2 separate regions of the Oryctolagus cuniculus genome follow, and region 1 is linked to region 2. A link is a contact called in public Hi-C data. All regions are on one chromosome and are shown on one strand. The core of a region is the stretch at or near the end of the contact, and the rest is flanking DNA. Distances in the headings are between cores, read along the strand shown.

Region 1 (6,732 bases), core at 1,488-3,987, 240 kb after region 2:
TTGGGATGCTTGCCTCCCAGGTCAGATGCCGGGTTTAAGTCCTGGATCTGTTTCTGATTCTAGTTTCCTGCATGTGTACAACAGAGGCAACAGGTAATGGCTCAAGTACGTGGGTTCCTGTCACCCACATGGAGACCTGGATTGAGATCCAGGCTTTTGGTTTCAACCTGGCCCAGTCTAGGCTGTTGTGGGCATTTGGGCAGTAAACCAGCAGGTGGAAGATCTCTCTCTCTCTCGCTCGCTTGCTCTCGCTCTCTTGCTCTCCTTCCCTCTCTCATTCTCTGCCTTTCAAATAAAATGAAAGAAAATAAGTTTAAAGAATTTTAAGAAGTGACACTCAATTTTTCAGCTGAAGCTTCGCTGTTCCATGGAAGGTCTTTGTGTCAGGTGGATTCTATCCACCTGGAAGGGCAATTATAGGCGCCAGTCCCAGTACTTCTTGCAGTCAGTGAGAGATGAGAGTTCCCTGAAAGGCACCTGCCCACTGGTGTCCGGGGATGATGTCAGGAGGCTGGGGCAGGACACAGGGTCCTTCCTGCACAGGAGGCTGGGGCAGGACGCAGAGTCAGGGCACCACTGTGCTTTGCAAAAAGCTGTCAGGAGCCCCCAGGGGATGCAGAGCATTCTCAAACCCCAAGACTGTGGTGAGGGTGTGGTCCTGGCTGGGGTGCACCCTGTTGCCCTCAGCACCCCATCCAGGGTGGGACAGAGCACCCAGTTCCCCAGGGACCAGAGCACACTCAGCACAGCCTGGGATCTGCTGGCCTCTGGCCACATCTGGTAGCAGAGGTGCCTTTGCTTCTACCTCTCTGCCCTTAGCACTGGGGGTAGCCCTTAGAGACCCAAATTTAGGCCTGGCATGAATCACCTGCCAGAGAGAGGCAGGGGCTGGAGGCTGCAGTGGGGGGAGGAGAGGTGGGAGCACAGAGAGCTCCACAGTGGGGGGAGGGGGGCAGAGAAGAGAGGGCCCACCCCAAGCCCTTCTGAACCAGGCTCTTCATCCTTTGCTGTGCTAAAAGCCTCCCTTGCAGAGACGATGTGTTGCTGCCGCTGAGCCCCAGACAGCTCGCATGGCCACGTGCTGCCTCGGAACACTTCGGGGCTGGCTCTGGGTTGGGATCCAGATGCTTGTGTTGACGGTGGGGGCTGCAGAGTTCCCTCTGAACAGCTTTGAGGGCCAGTGGGGCTTGCCTGCAGGAGAGTCATTGCTTCAGAGGCAGTGGAAGCTGGGTCTGGGCTCTTGGCCACCTCCCCGTCTGACCCAGCGCCCCCAATCCCAGAGCTCCTCTTTGAATGGGAGCCAGTAGAGGGCCCATGTGGTACACAGCCCAGTCCTGCACACACAGTCTGCCGCAGAGCAGGAGAGGAATGAGCCTACCCTTTCCGTTCCTCGGTCTCTATGCTGTCTACAGATTTGGGGTGATTCTCCCCCATGGCTCTCTGGTTTGGGACAAGCATGCAGACACAACGACTTTATGCATCAGGTCACACCTTTCAAGGCAGTAGATTAGAAACGAAGAATTTAGGCCCTCAGTGAGATCAGTGCCAGTCAAGCCTAACTCAGTTGACAACTTCCTCCAAAAAGGATTTATTTTTATGCAAAGAGAAAGCAAGGCACGTGTAGCTGGGAGTGTGTGTGTCTCTCATTCATGGGCCTTATCCTTCCATAACTCTGGAAAGACGTGATACACAACTTGAACTTGGCTTTTGTGATGTCCTATGTATTTTTCATGATAAATAAAACATGGAAACAGGGTGTCCAAACCCCAGCCCACCTCCAGAAGGGTGCCCGTCCTACTCCTCCTCAGATGGTTTCACTTCTGCCTTGTTTTTTCATTTCTCCTTTGGGTTCCTGTGCCTTCTGAATACCTTTGTAGTGAGGAGCTGTCTCCCTACCTCTTCTCACTTCTGCTGTTTTGTGATCTTGCCGTTTTAATGAGAGCACAGTCAATAAGTGTGGAGAGGTGCTGATGACATTACAAAGGAACTCACCCTTAACAAGTCAACTGCAGAAGAGGTGCCAACGGGATGGACAAGAGGATTAAAGTATTTATGCCAAAATATTAGACGCACACGCAGAATTAGCTCTCCCTGTGTTAGATATTTTACTTTTGGCAAGTCTGTATTTAAAAATCTTTTATCCTTGTTTTGCTTAAAGTATTACAATAAGCCCCGGATTTTTCACAGTTACACTTGTATATTTTCACAGCTGTTTTAATCAGAAAAAATTAATGTGCTTTTGATAGCTCAGAAATCTATCACTGGCAAAAGCTTTGCAAAAATGTGCTATGGAGCAGAGTGGAATCCTCCACATTATATATTTTACTGGCTATTTGAAATTCATAGAATTTCCCCTAAATATTTTCTTTTGTAATTCTTGCCTAAATTAATCTACCGGCTCAGGCTGACTTCTTTGATAATCTCTTTTGTTAGGGATGCAGAGGTTGCTATTGTTCACGTTCTTTGGGAACTGTCTGTTACTGGAGGAAAATACAATTGCTATTTTTGCTTGTCTTGGAAGTATTTACTCAAATAAAATATGCGGCATAATAGACAGGCAGCACTGGCTCTCTCCTTGATGGCTCTATGGCCACTGGCTTAGCCACAGTGCTGCCCTGGATTTTCACAAGCAGCACGTAAAAAAACTGGACTTTCACTTCTCGGGGCCTAAGGTGCACACTCCGCATCTGGGGCGCGGTGAACGCACAAGGTCTTGCCTCAGATGCTAGGCACACTTCCTCCTGCGAGGTGCAAGACGAGGAGCCGCCGAGAGTGGCAGCACAGCACCGACACCCACACCAACCGTAATTCAAACACAAAATGAAAACCAACTCACAACAAGAGACGGAAATGACGGGCAAGGAACAAAAGAGATAAAAGTCTCCATTTGCCCCAGTTTGCCTGGCAAAGAGGAGGCTGATGTCAAGGGGAGGAGGACTCAGCGGATTAATGTGAACTCTGATACCGAAGCAGTGTGTGTTTATTGCTGGTGACCACAAGACATAAATCTCGCAAGCACAACGTACAATGCGATGCAGCCCCCAGCTTTTTTTTTTTTTTCCTCCTCCAGTCTCAATTTGTGTGTAAGTGTGTGTTAAGTGCCGTTGAAAAATAGTGACCTTTAATAAAGGATTGTATCCTGCGACTATTTTCCCAGACACACGATGACCTTTCAAACCAGACTGAGGTGAGGGGGTGTGGAGCTTGGACTTTGAACCGGCCAGACCCCGCTGTGCTCCTCTGTTAGCCTGGCCACTTTTTATTGTGTCACCAGGGAGCGTTCTGTATGCAAAGCAGGCTGGGCTGGCAGCCTGAACCTTTGCAAATCAATTTGTCTGTGAAGGCGAGTCCGCTGGAGTGAAAGATGGTCTAACAGGGCACACTGCCCCTCTCTTTGTGACATCATCGCCCTTGGTCCTCTTGTCAGTCATGTCTGCCCAAAGGACTGTTGGAAGCGGGGGAATGCTGGCGTGGGGGGCTGGCGGGGTGGGGGGTTAATCCTCCTGACCAACTGTGGCCTGAGAGACAAGGGGCGTTCTTCTCAAGAGGACAAAGCTGGGGGTGGCTGATCTGCATGTCTGGGAGGTGGTGGGGGAGGGTGCCATTTATACCCAATGTTGTTCCGTGGCTCTGGTAGCCAACCCTGCTCTTTGCCTTCCCTCCAGATCCAGGCGCTGTTACAGGAGTGTACCACGGTGTCTCTCGGACCAGGAGCAGTTAGGAAATGTTAAAGATCATGGTAGCAAGAGAGTCCACCCCTGACAGAGCTGGCACCCATGACCTGTAACCATTGACTAGTTCCATAGGAGATCCTGAGCCACAGTCCCCTCTTACAGCAAGCTTTTCATAAGGGTTAACATGACTAATTGATTTCCTTAAGTCTTTCCAACCCTTAGGACTCTACATTCATCAGTAGCTAAAAATGGCAGGGAAGACAGAAAAAGTGACTTCATTTCCTAATCAAATTTCTTCAAGAAGTCTGAATGACATGAGAATTTTGCGTTTTTCATGAAGCAGTGGTTGGATCAGTCTCTGTGCATGTGAGGAATCATTTTTATATCCCTCAAAAGCTGAGGAGCAAAGCTTCGAGTTCTGCAATACTGGTGACTCAGGAGCCTCTTGGTGAGCAGCCTGGCTGAAGACCCCAGATTCCTGGCCTGTGGCCAGGTTCAACACACCAACCCTCTGTGGAATCTTCCAGAATGGCAGCAGTAACCCGGGTAGGTTCTAGAGTTGGACAAGCTCGTTTTCCAATCTTTGCTCTATCACTTGTTAGATAATGGAAACTGGCAAGTCACCAAACCTCTGCAGGTCTTGCATTCCTCATCTGTAGAATGGAGATTATAACAAGTCATATACTTCATGGGGTTTTAGTGAGGATTAAAAGTCGTGGCATATATGTTCAGCAGAGCGCTGGCACAGTTAGTCCTGTAACTATGGTAACATCATAGGTGATGATGATTGAGGTGAGTATGAAACAGGATTTAATGGTATACAGATGGAGAAGTATAGCTAGGATATTAAAAAGTTAAAAAAAAAACTATTTGAGAGGTATACACACACACTCACACACACAGAAAGAGAGAGAGTGAGTGAGAGAGTGAGAGCTCTCCCATTTGCTGGTTCACTCTCCAAATGTCCACAAAGGCTGGGACTGGAGCCAGAAACTCAGGACTCAATCTAAGTCTCTCACGTGGGTGGCAAGGATCCACCCACTTGAGCCATCACTTGCTGCCTCCCAGGGTCTGCATCAGCAGGAAGCTGGAATCAGGAGCCAAAGCTAGAACTGAACCTAGGTGCTTTGATTCAAGGCACAGTTGTCCCAACCAACATTCTAACTGTTAGGGTAAACGTCTGACTCCTAATTAGGGTTTTGAGTAGAATTATCACCCATGAGACAATTGTTTCATCCTAAAGATATTTGAATGCTTGGGCAGAAGTTGTTTTCTTTTACCAATTATCCTATTAAGTTTAAAGCGACTCATATTTTATCATATCTATAGTATCATACACACATATAAATATATATTTGTATCAAACACATTTTTTCTGATGACCAATCTATTTTCAGTTATAAACCCCAAGCATAAGACACTAAAATTTATTTGTCCTACATGGGACCACAGGATGATTTGCAGAGAGTCAGCAGTGAGGTGACAGGGAGAGAATGTTTTTGGGTACAGGATTTGAAAGGGGAAGGCTGGCCATCCGCTTGTAAAGAGCACAGATGTGATTGGCATGAGCTTAAAACTCAAAGATGAATTCCAAAATGGATTCAATTTTTAAGTTGAGTTTTGTGTGAAAATGGTGAAGGAGTGTTGGTTGAAAGTATCCTTTTTTGAGGGAAAAGTTTTGCTTACCTCTTTTTTTAGGAATTCATAACCAAGAAAACAGTAATGGAAGATTTGGGAAATAATATGGACACAGGTAGGAGCTGCAGAGAGACCTAAGACAACACAGAGTATTCTAGGCAAAGGGAAGAAAATATTGGAAGTAAAAAGTCAGGAATGAGGCCAACTGTCAGAAGACTGGATTCAAAGTTAGGGTCCTAGGGTTCTTCAAGCATGGCTAGTTTATTTTTAAAATTTTTTAAAGATTTATTTATTTGGGAGGCAGAGGCAGAGAGAGAGAGAGAGAGAGAGAGAGAGAGAGAGAATATCTTTGACCTGCTGGTTCATTCTCCAAATGGCTGCAATGGCCAAGGCTGGGCCAAGGCAAAGCCAGGAGTCTGGAACTCCATCCAGGTCTCCATGTGCATATAGGAGCCCAAGTACTTGAGCTATCATTTGCTGCTTTCCAAGGCACATTAACAGGGAGTTGGCTGGAAGTAGAGCAGCCTGGACTTGAACCAGTGCTCAGTTGGGATGCCGGTGTACAGGCATCACCGCAACACTTGCCGCAGGAGTCCAGACCTTTACCAGGGAAAGGAAACCTGGACACTATCTGTCCTCCTCTGTACACAAAGGAAGAGAGAAAACCATTTTCTGCTTTTGTACTGGTTATAGGACAAGGTAGGGTTACAATCTAGAACCCAGTCCAGTTTGGACCGAACCTTAAACATTTATTTATTTATTTATTTATTTATTTATTTTTATTTGAAAGGCAGAGAGACAGATACAGAGACAGAGACAGATGAGATTTTCCATCTGCTGGTTCACACCCCAAATGCCTGCAACAGCTGGGCCTTGGCAAAGCTGAAGCCAGGAGTCTGGAATTCAGTAGACGTCTCTCATATGGATGGAAGGGACCCAAGTACTTGAGCCATCACCTGCAGCTGCTCAGGTTATGCATTGGCAGGAAGCTGGGTTGGAAGAGGAGTAGCTGAGACTCAACCCAGGCACTCTGATATGGGATGTGGGCATCCCAAGTGGTGCTCTTGAAGCATGGATTTCTAGATCAGTCTTGAGGCCATGTGTATGAGGAAAGTGAGAGATGGAAAAGGATACAGCCTCTTATCCTAATATACTCCAATTGATAGTTTCAATTATCCATCAGATAAGAGCCTGGCTTGGCATCTCTGACAGCAGGATGAGAGCTTTCTGGAGGTTTCCAGCTGCTCAGATGGGTTTCGAGGCCTGTGGTTCCTGGAACAAGTGCTGGGAGCATTTATAAGAGCATCTCTGGCAATGGCTAGCACCATAGCTCATGTAGATAGGGTTCCCAATGAAAGAGAACCGACTTGCCATGCTCCTACACTTACTTGTACACCCCTTGGTGGAGGGCAGACCCTGT
Region 2 (6,387 bases), core at 779-3,278:
TCGGGCAGGCTCACCCAGCGCCCTGAGTGCAGCGCGCAGCCCCGGGTGCACGTCCGCCCCCCGCACCCGGCCCTTCCCGCTCGGGATGGCAGCGCAGTCTCCCCGGCGGCGGCGGCGGCGTCGGCGGCAGGGTGGCGCAGGCAGGCGGGGAGGCTGGGAGGCGGGAGCCGCCCGGGGACTTTGCAGGCACGTTTCTGAATAAACTTTCCAATCGCAGGGGGTGCTGTTGCTGTACATTTTACGTAAAACTGAAAGTATCCCACGCCAGAGTGAAGCCCGCTTTTTGACAGCGGCAGCGCGCGCGTGTGTGCTTGTGTGCATTAAAGAGACAGGGGTTTATTTCCAACAGGTCTTCCCCTAATTTCCAGGGAACCTGGACAGACGGGCGAGAGGGGGCTGCGGGCTGCGGGCTGTGCGCCCCGGCCGCCGGCACTGACCCCGGGGCGGTCAGCTCACCGCCGTGGCCTCCGCTCTGCTCCTGCGGAGCCGGCCGCTCGCTTTCCTTTCCCCATTTTTTCCTTCCCCGGGTAACAGCGCAGGAACAGTTGGGCTCTGCCCGTAGGAAACATTTTCTTTCCGCCCTTCTGTGCGTTCGCGGTTGCTCTGGAGTGGGAGGGGGGTGTGTCCCTCCCCGGGACCCGAGTCGGGGACCTCCTGCGGCCCCAGGAACAGCTTCCCAGGGGCCGGGACTCCCGGGACTGCCCGCGCTTTGTCCTTCGGCCCTCGGCCGCTCGGAGAGGTGGACCTCTAGGCGCCTCCCTCGCCCCAGCCCCCGGCGCCCCCCTCTCGGGGCTGGATCGAGCCCTGACTCCGGCTCCGCGTTCTTTATTCCTCGACCTCTCTCTCTGTCTTTCGGCGACCCTGGGGAAGCCTGGGACCCGGTGCTTCCAGTTACATTCAGACTCCGCCGCTTGTTGGGGCGCTTAGATCCCTGATCCCAGGCTCGGCTTTGGGGGCGCCCTCTCGGCCCTCGGGCCCGGGCCTGCGCCGCCTCCCTCATCCCAGCTCCCTCTCTCTAGGTTGCTCTGGCTCCAGGGAGGCCCGGGCGCTGCCCTTCCGGACCCTCAACCCTCTAAACTTGGGCTGGATCACGCCTCGCCGCGCGCTCCCTCTTGTCTCCCCTCGCCCGCTGCGGAGCTCCAACTTGGAGGCTCAGCTCTCAACTTCGGGTGATTTTTCTCTGCTAGCTTCTCCTTCGGCAAAGTTTCCTGAGCGCAGCCGCGGGCTCGGGGCTTTCACTGGGGCCCCGGGCGTCTGCACGCGGGGCGCGAGCGCGGCGGCGGGGAGGGGAAGTGGGTGTGCGCACGGAGGAGGGTGTCCGAGAGCAACTCTACCTGGCTTCCCTCCGCCCGCGCTTCCCCGGCCCCGGGCTGCAGCCTCCTGGTGCACTCCTTTTATTATTTTTTCTTTCTTTCTTTTAAAAATAATCTTTCTTTTGGGATCCGCGTATGGGGGGGAGCAGGGCGCACGTCTTGCTCCCCCCTACTCCTCCCTCCCACCCCCGCCGCCCCTTTCTTCTCTCCCCGCCACGCCACCGCCGCGGCGCTCGCTGTGGCCACTGGTGAGCCAGCGGCCCCAAAGCCCCCTCCCCTCTGCCCGCCCCTCCCCCAGGGGCCGCGTCTGGCGTCTGCAGAGCCCCCCGCCCCGCACCTCCCCCGCCCCGCACTGGCCATTGGCTTGTCCTGGTCTCTTTTTCATGTCCAGCCCCTGATGTGTGTCCATTGGTGTGAGCTTCCCCTTCCCTCCTCCCCTTCTCTCCTGCTCGCCCTGCCCATGTTTTGTGTGTCTCTGTCCATCCAGACTCCTGACGTTCAAGTTCGCAGGGACGTCACGTCCGCACTTGAACTTGCAGCTCAGGGGGGCTTTTGCCATTTTTTTCATCTCTCTCTCTCTCTCCCTCTATCTCTCTTCTCTCTCTCTCTCTCTCTTTTTTTTTTTTTTGCTTTAAAAAAAAAAAAGCCATGACGGCTCTCCCACAATTCATCTTCCCTGCGCCATCTTTGTATTATTTCTAATTTATTTTGGATGTCAAAAGGCACTGATGAAGATATTTTCTCTGGAGTCTCCTTCTTTCTAACCCGGCTCTCCCGATGTGAACCGAGCCGTCGTCCGCCCGCCGCCGCCGCCGCCGCCGCCGCCGCCGCCCGCCCGCCCCGCAGCTCACCATGTCTCGCCGCAAGCAAGGCAAACCCCAGCACTTAAGCAAACGGGAATTCTCGCGTAAGTAACCCAATAATAGTATTAATAATTATTAATAATCACGAGAGTGCGCAGGACGAGGAGCAAGAGCAAGGGGGAGAGAGGGGTGTGTGCATGCATTTTTAAATTTTTCACGAGAAAAACCTCTGAGAGTCGAGTAAAAGAGATTAAAAGGGGGGGGACCCCTCATCCGATCTCGAAACAGAGCTGTGTGTGCACTTTTGAGGTAGCACATACCTTTTACATTTTATTTAATTTTACAAAAATTGGACTCCTCCTCCTTTCCGCCGCTTTATTTCTTTTCGAAAGGGAATGAAATGATCCCCCCACTCCCCAGTTTTGCAAAAATAATGAACAATGCTAAGGATGCGGACAACTCATATGCAAACCTGGAGGTGGAAGCTGGGGGGGGAAAGGGGGGTTGCTTCCACTCGCCGCAGGAAAATGGAGGGGTCCGAGTGAGTTCAAGTCTCACAAACAATTCCTGGGGAGAGAAGTGCGACTGGCCCTTGCACACCGGCGCGCTCACTGGCGAGTGTGCACGGGGAGCAAAGTAGTCATCCCCACAATAGTGAGAAAGTGGGACTGAGCGAAGGGCCTCCGGAGCTCCAGAGTCTGCCGAGTCGGGAGAGGGGCCGCGGCCGCGGGGAGAACGGGGTGACCGGGAAGCACGGGGGAGGCGGCCGGCGCTGCCGCCTTTTGTTCCGGCCTGAGGTGGGTGTTTGTCCCGCTTGCCTTTTGTGCCGGCTCCTCGAGCTGGCCCTCCTGCGCCGCCGCCGCCGGCGAAGGGCAGGAGCAAGGGCCAGGGGAGGAGGCGGCCAGGGGCACGCGGGAGCTGGAGAGAGCGAGCCCGGGCCACCGCCGCCCGGGTGGCCACTGCCCGCCCCTCCCCGCCGAACCCCAGAGGCAGCGAGGCGGCGTGCAAAATAAACAAACAAAATAAAGAAAAAATAGAAAAAAAAAAAAAAAGAAACAAGGAAAGAGAATGTAGTTTCTTGCCCCCAAATAGATGCCAGACGCTCAGCCAGTCCTCCTGCAACGCTTTCCTCTTTGACTCCCCCCCAAAAAATCTTGCAATCTCTGATTGAGGGAAAAAAACACCCCCTTCCCCAAACCCTCTCAGTTGCAAACTTAGAGCGCCAGCGGCGCAGAGAGGGAGCGAGGAACTCCCTCCTCTTACTATTTTTTGGAAGATTTTCAAAAAAAGTGGAAGTGGATTTTGATTGGGAAAAATCTCGTGTCTGAATGTTTACAAGCACCGCGTGTGCGGGAGCCTCCTGCCAACAAACAGACAGAGGACCGAGCGCGGCGCGGCAGCCCCGGAGCAGGCGGCCGCGGCGGCCCGGCCTCGCCCGGGCCTTGCCCGACCTCGCCGCGCCCAGCCCAGCCCGGGATCGCCCACCGGGCGCCCGCCGCCCACCCGCGGGGCACAGCAGCAGGCCGCGCTGCGACTCCCGCGCCAGCCTGGCCCGCGGTCTGAGTCCGCCCCAGCACAATGCCCAGGGCTCCATCCCAACCTCGCAGGCTGGGAGATCTGCTGGGTGGAACTCGGCTTTGGAAAGCATTTTTTTTTTTTTTTATTTTGCAAAGCAGCTGTAGAAGCACGTTCGCGCCCCCTCCCCTCGGCCCAGGGTACTCTCAGACTCCTCTTGTCCACGGCTCTGGACGGCGAGGAGGTCACCACGTGCTCCCCCCCACCCCCCCCGCCAGCTGCCCACAGCTTCAGACTGCGGCCAGGCCAGGTAAGGGTGTGTGGGGGGCACGCAGAGAAGTGTGTATGCATTTTGGGAGCGCTGGTTCCTGACACCCCACGCACCCCACTCCAGTATTCTTGTCCTTTACCCTGGGCCTGGCTCGGTCAGAGGTCCTTGAGAGTCTATATAAGGGGTGGTGGCTGCAGTGGCTGTCCGGACGAGCGCGCCTGGAATGGCGAGCGGTGGGCACTTGGGAAAGTTTGTTCTCCAGGGAGAGAAAGGCGTGAGAGGGCCCGCATCGACCCTCCCCCCCCCCCCCCCATTCATGACTCTTATTCTAGTTTTTGATGCAATTTTTAAGGACCACCTATACTCAATTCTGTATTTCTTTTTTTAAAGGGGGAGGGTGGGCACAGAGGAGCGAATTTTTCACTGGGCCCTGGAACTTGTCACACACTTCCGAAGCTCCCCCGCCCCGGCACATCGCGGGGCCCTCCCTCTCCCCACCCCCGCGCATCCCTCCCTCGCCGCTCTTCCCCGCCCCCCACTCCCCCGGCTGCGCCGGATGCGGAGCAGACGCGGCGCGCGGCGGTGTGAAGTTACAGCCCGGCCAGGTACCGGCGGGAAGGAAGGGCAGTGTTCGCAGGACTCGGGAAAGCCCGGCCCTTCTGGCGAAGGATGCACTGGGGGCTCGAAGGACAGACAGGCGCGCAGTGCGGGCTGCTCGCTCTTGATCCCTTGCTTCTCGGGCCCATCTCGGGACACTCCAGGCTGGGAGGGTTAGCGGCCCCCTTCCTCCCCCACCCCCCAGCCTGCCCCGGGCCCTGGGTGCGGGCACCGGGAGGGCAGAGGTCACTGCTTGCCTCGTTTTCTGGATGCGCAGAGGGGGGCGGGAGCCATCCTGTGCCTCGGGACCCCCCACCCCCACCCCCTGCTTTCGCTACGTGGGCTGAATGAGCCGTTCGGTCGCTAGGAGGCAGAACAAGATCAAGAAAGCTCAGCGAACTTGAACCTGTACCAGAACCCCCCCCCCCACCCCCCGCTCGGCTTTTCTCGGCCAGGGAGGGACCAGCGTTGCGAGGGTGGGGGTGGGGGGGAAGCGAACGGTTAGGCAGAATTCCCTCCCCTCCATCACCCCTTATGTCTTTGTTCTTCATTTTGACTTTTAAAATGCGTCTGGCCAGGGCCGCGGAGAAGCGCGCGGCCGGCACCCCCGCGCTCCAGCCGAGGGGAGCCGTGCGCTCCTGGAGCGGCTCGGGGTGCAGTTGTCGCTGGCTTTCGGGCAGGCGTTTTGGGGAGGGCGGGCGCGCTCTCGGGCGTCCGGGCACGGCCGAAGGCAATGCTGTGGCAAGTTTGCACTTGGTCTCCAGGTTCACTTCCTGCACCACCTCACCCCCGCGCAAAAGCACAGACTTCGGCGGCCGCCGAGGGCTCGCCGAGCGGCTCTCGCTGCGCGGCCACCCCTCCCCTCCCCGCCTCCCGCCGCTTCCTCGGAGTCCGAAATCACAACAATAGTAATAGTTATCATCATAATGATGCGGGCAAGCACCGTCATTAATAATGGATAACCGCAGCCGCCGCGCGCACGCCGGTGCCCGGGATTGCGGGGGAGACTCATTTGCACAGATTCCCTAAAGTAAAAGGGGTAAGCGTGTGGACACAGAATGGGTCTCAGGACCCGCGCCCGGGGTGGACGCGGTGATACCAAGACTGCAAGCCCTCTTAACCAACCGAGTTTCCCACAACCTCACTTCCTTTTTCACCAACTGGCGGGCCCGGCGAGCCGTCCTCCCGCGGCCGGGCTGGATGGGCGTGGAGGCCCCTGGCTGCCCGCCGCCTCCGGGCCCCGGAACCCAAGGCCCCGCGGCCGCTGCAGCACGTGCTCGCAGCCGGCGCAGCCCGAGTCTGCAGCCCGCAAGCCGCTCGCTTTGTGCTGCACGAGTCCCAGCGCCCAACTTCACTTTGGGCACGGCGCACCCCGGCCCGGACCCCTGCCCCGAGCCTGCAGCCCCCTGGCTTCGCTTTTGTCTCCTGGCTCCCCCCTCCCCCCGCTCATTTCAGCCTGCGTTGGCTCCTTTACCGCGCGCTCAGACTATCCAGGGGAAGCACTTGGGAAGCAAACTTGGAGACCCATCTCCGGTACCCTCCCCTCCCCCACCCCTGCAGCTCGCACTTCCCCTGCTCCTTCCCCACACGTCTTCTAAGGTTTTTTTTTTTTTTTTTTTAAATAATTCTTTTGCAACTACAGAGAGAGGAAAGGGATCTCAGGCTGCCTCTGGGACGTTGAGACCTTTCAGGCTGTCTTGCTATCTGAACGCAGAAGCATTTTGTTTTCTATTTCTTCCTCCCCTGGTGGAGAGGATTCGCGGCTAATTATTCTGATGATTTGCCCACTCCCTTCCACTTCAATGGAGCCCTCCCCGCTTTGTAGCCGGAGTTTAGGCCGAAGCTCAGAAATGATGGTGGTGTGGGGGCGAGGGCGGCTGGAGTTGAA

What was found. A called contact is a pair of places that touch in the nucleus more often than the background predicts.
Region 1: a contact with region 2 is called in a Hi-C map of an unstated tissue, with 3 times the contacts expected there. The contact joins the enhancer-like site here to the promoter of BCL11A in region 2. A contact is called at or near these places in 2 of 6 Hi-C or Micro-C datasets (liver and an unstated tissue).

What each region holds. Positions count from the first base shown.
Region 1 is chr2:142,348,019-142,354,750 of mOryCun1.1, forward strand. No RefSeq gene overlaps it. Among named protein-coding and RNA genes, the nearest start is that of BCL11A, 240 kb to the left of the region's middle. Within about 2 kb of position 2,738, at least 1 of the 8 cell types and tissues checked has an H3K27ac peak or open chromatin away from gene starts, as enhancers often do.
Region 2 is chr2:142,111,564-142,117,950 of mOryCun1.1, forward strand. It overlaps BCL11A (BCL11 transcription factor A), which reads left to right and starts at 2,029. Exons shown (of 4, transcript XM_051838573.2): 1 at 2,029-2,220. The coding sequence starts at 2,166.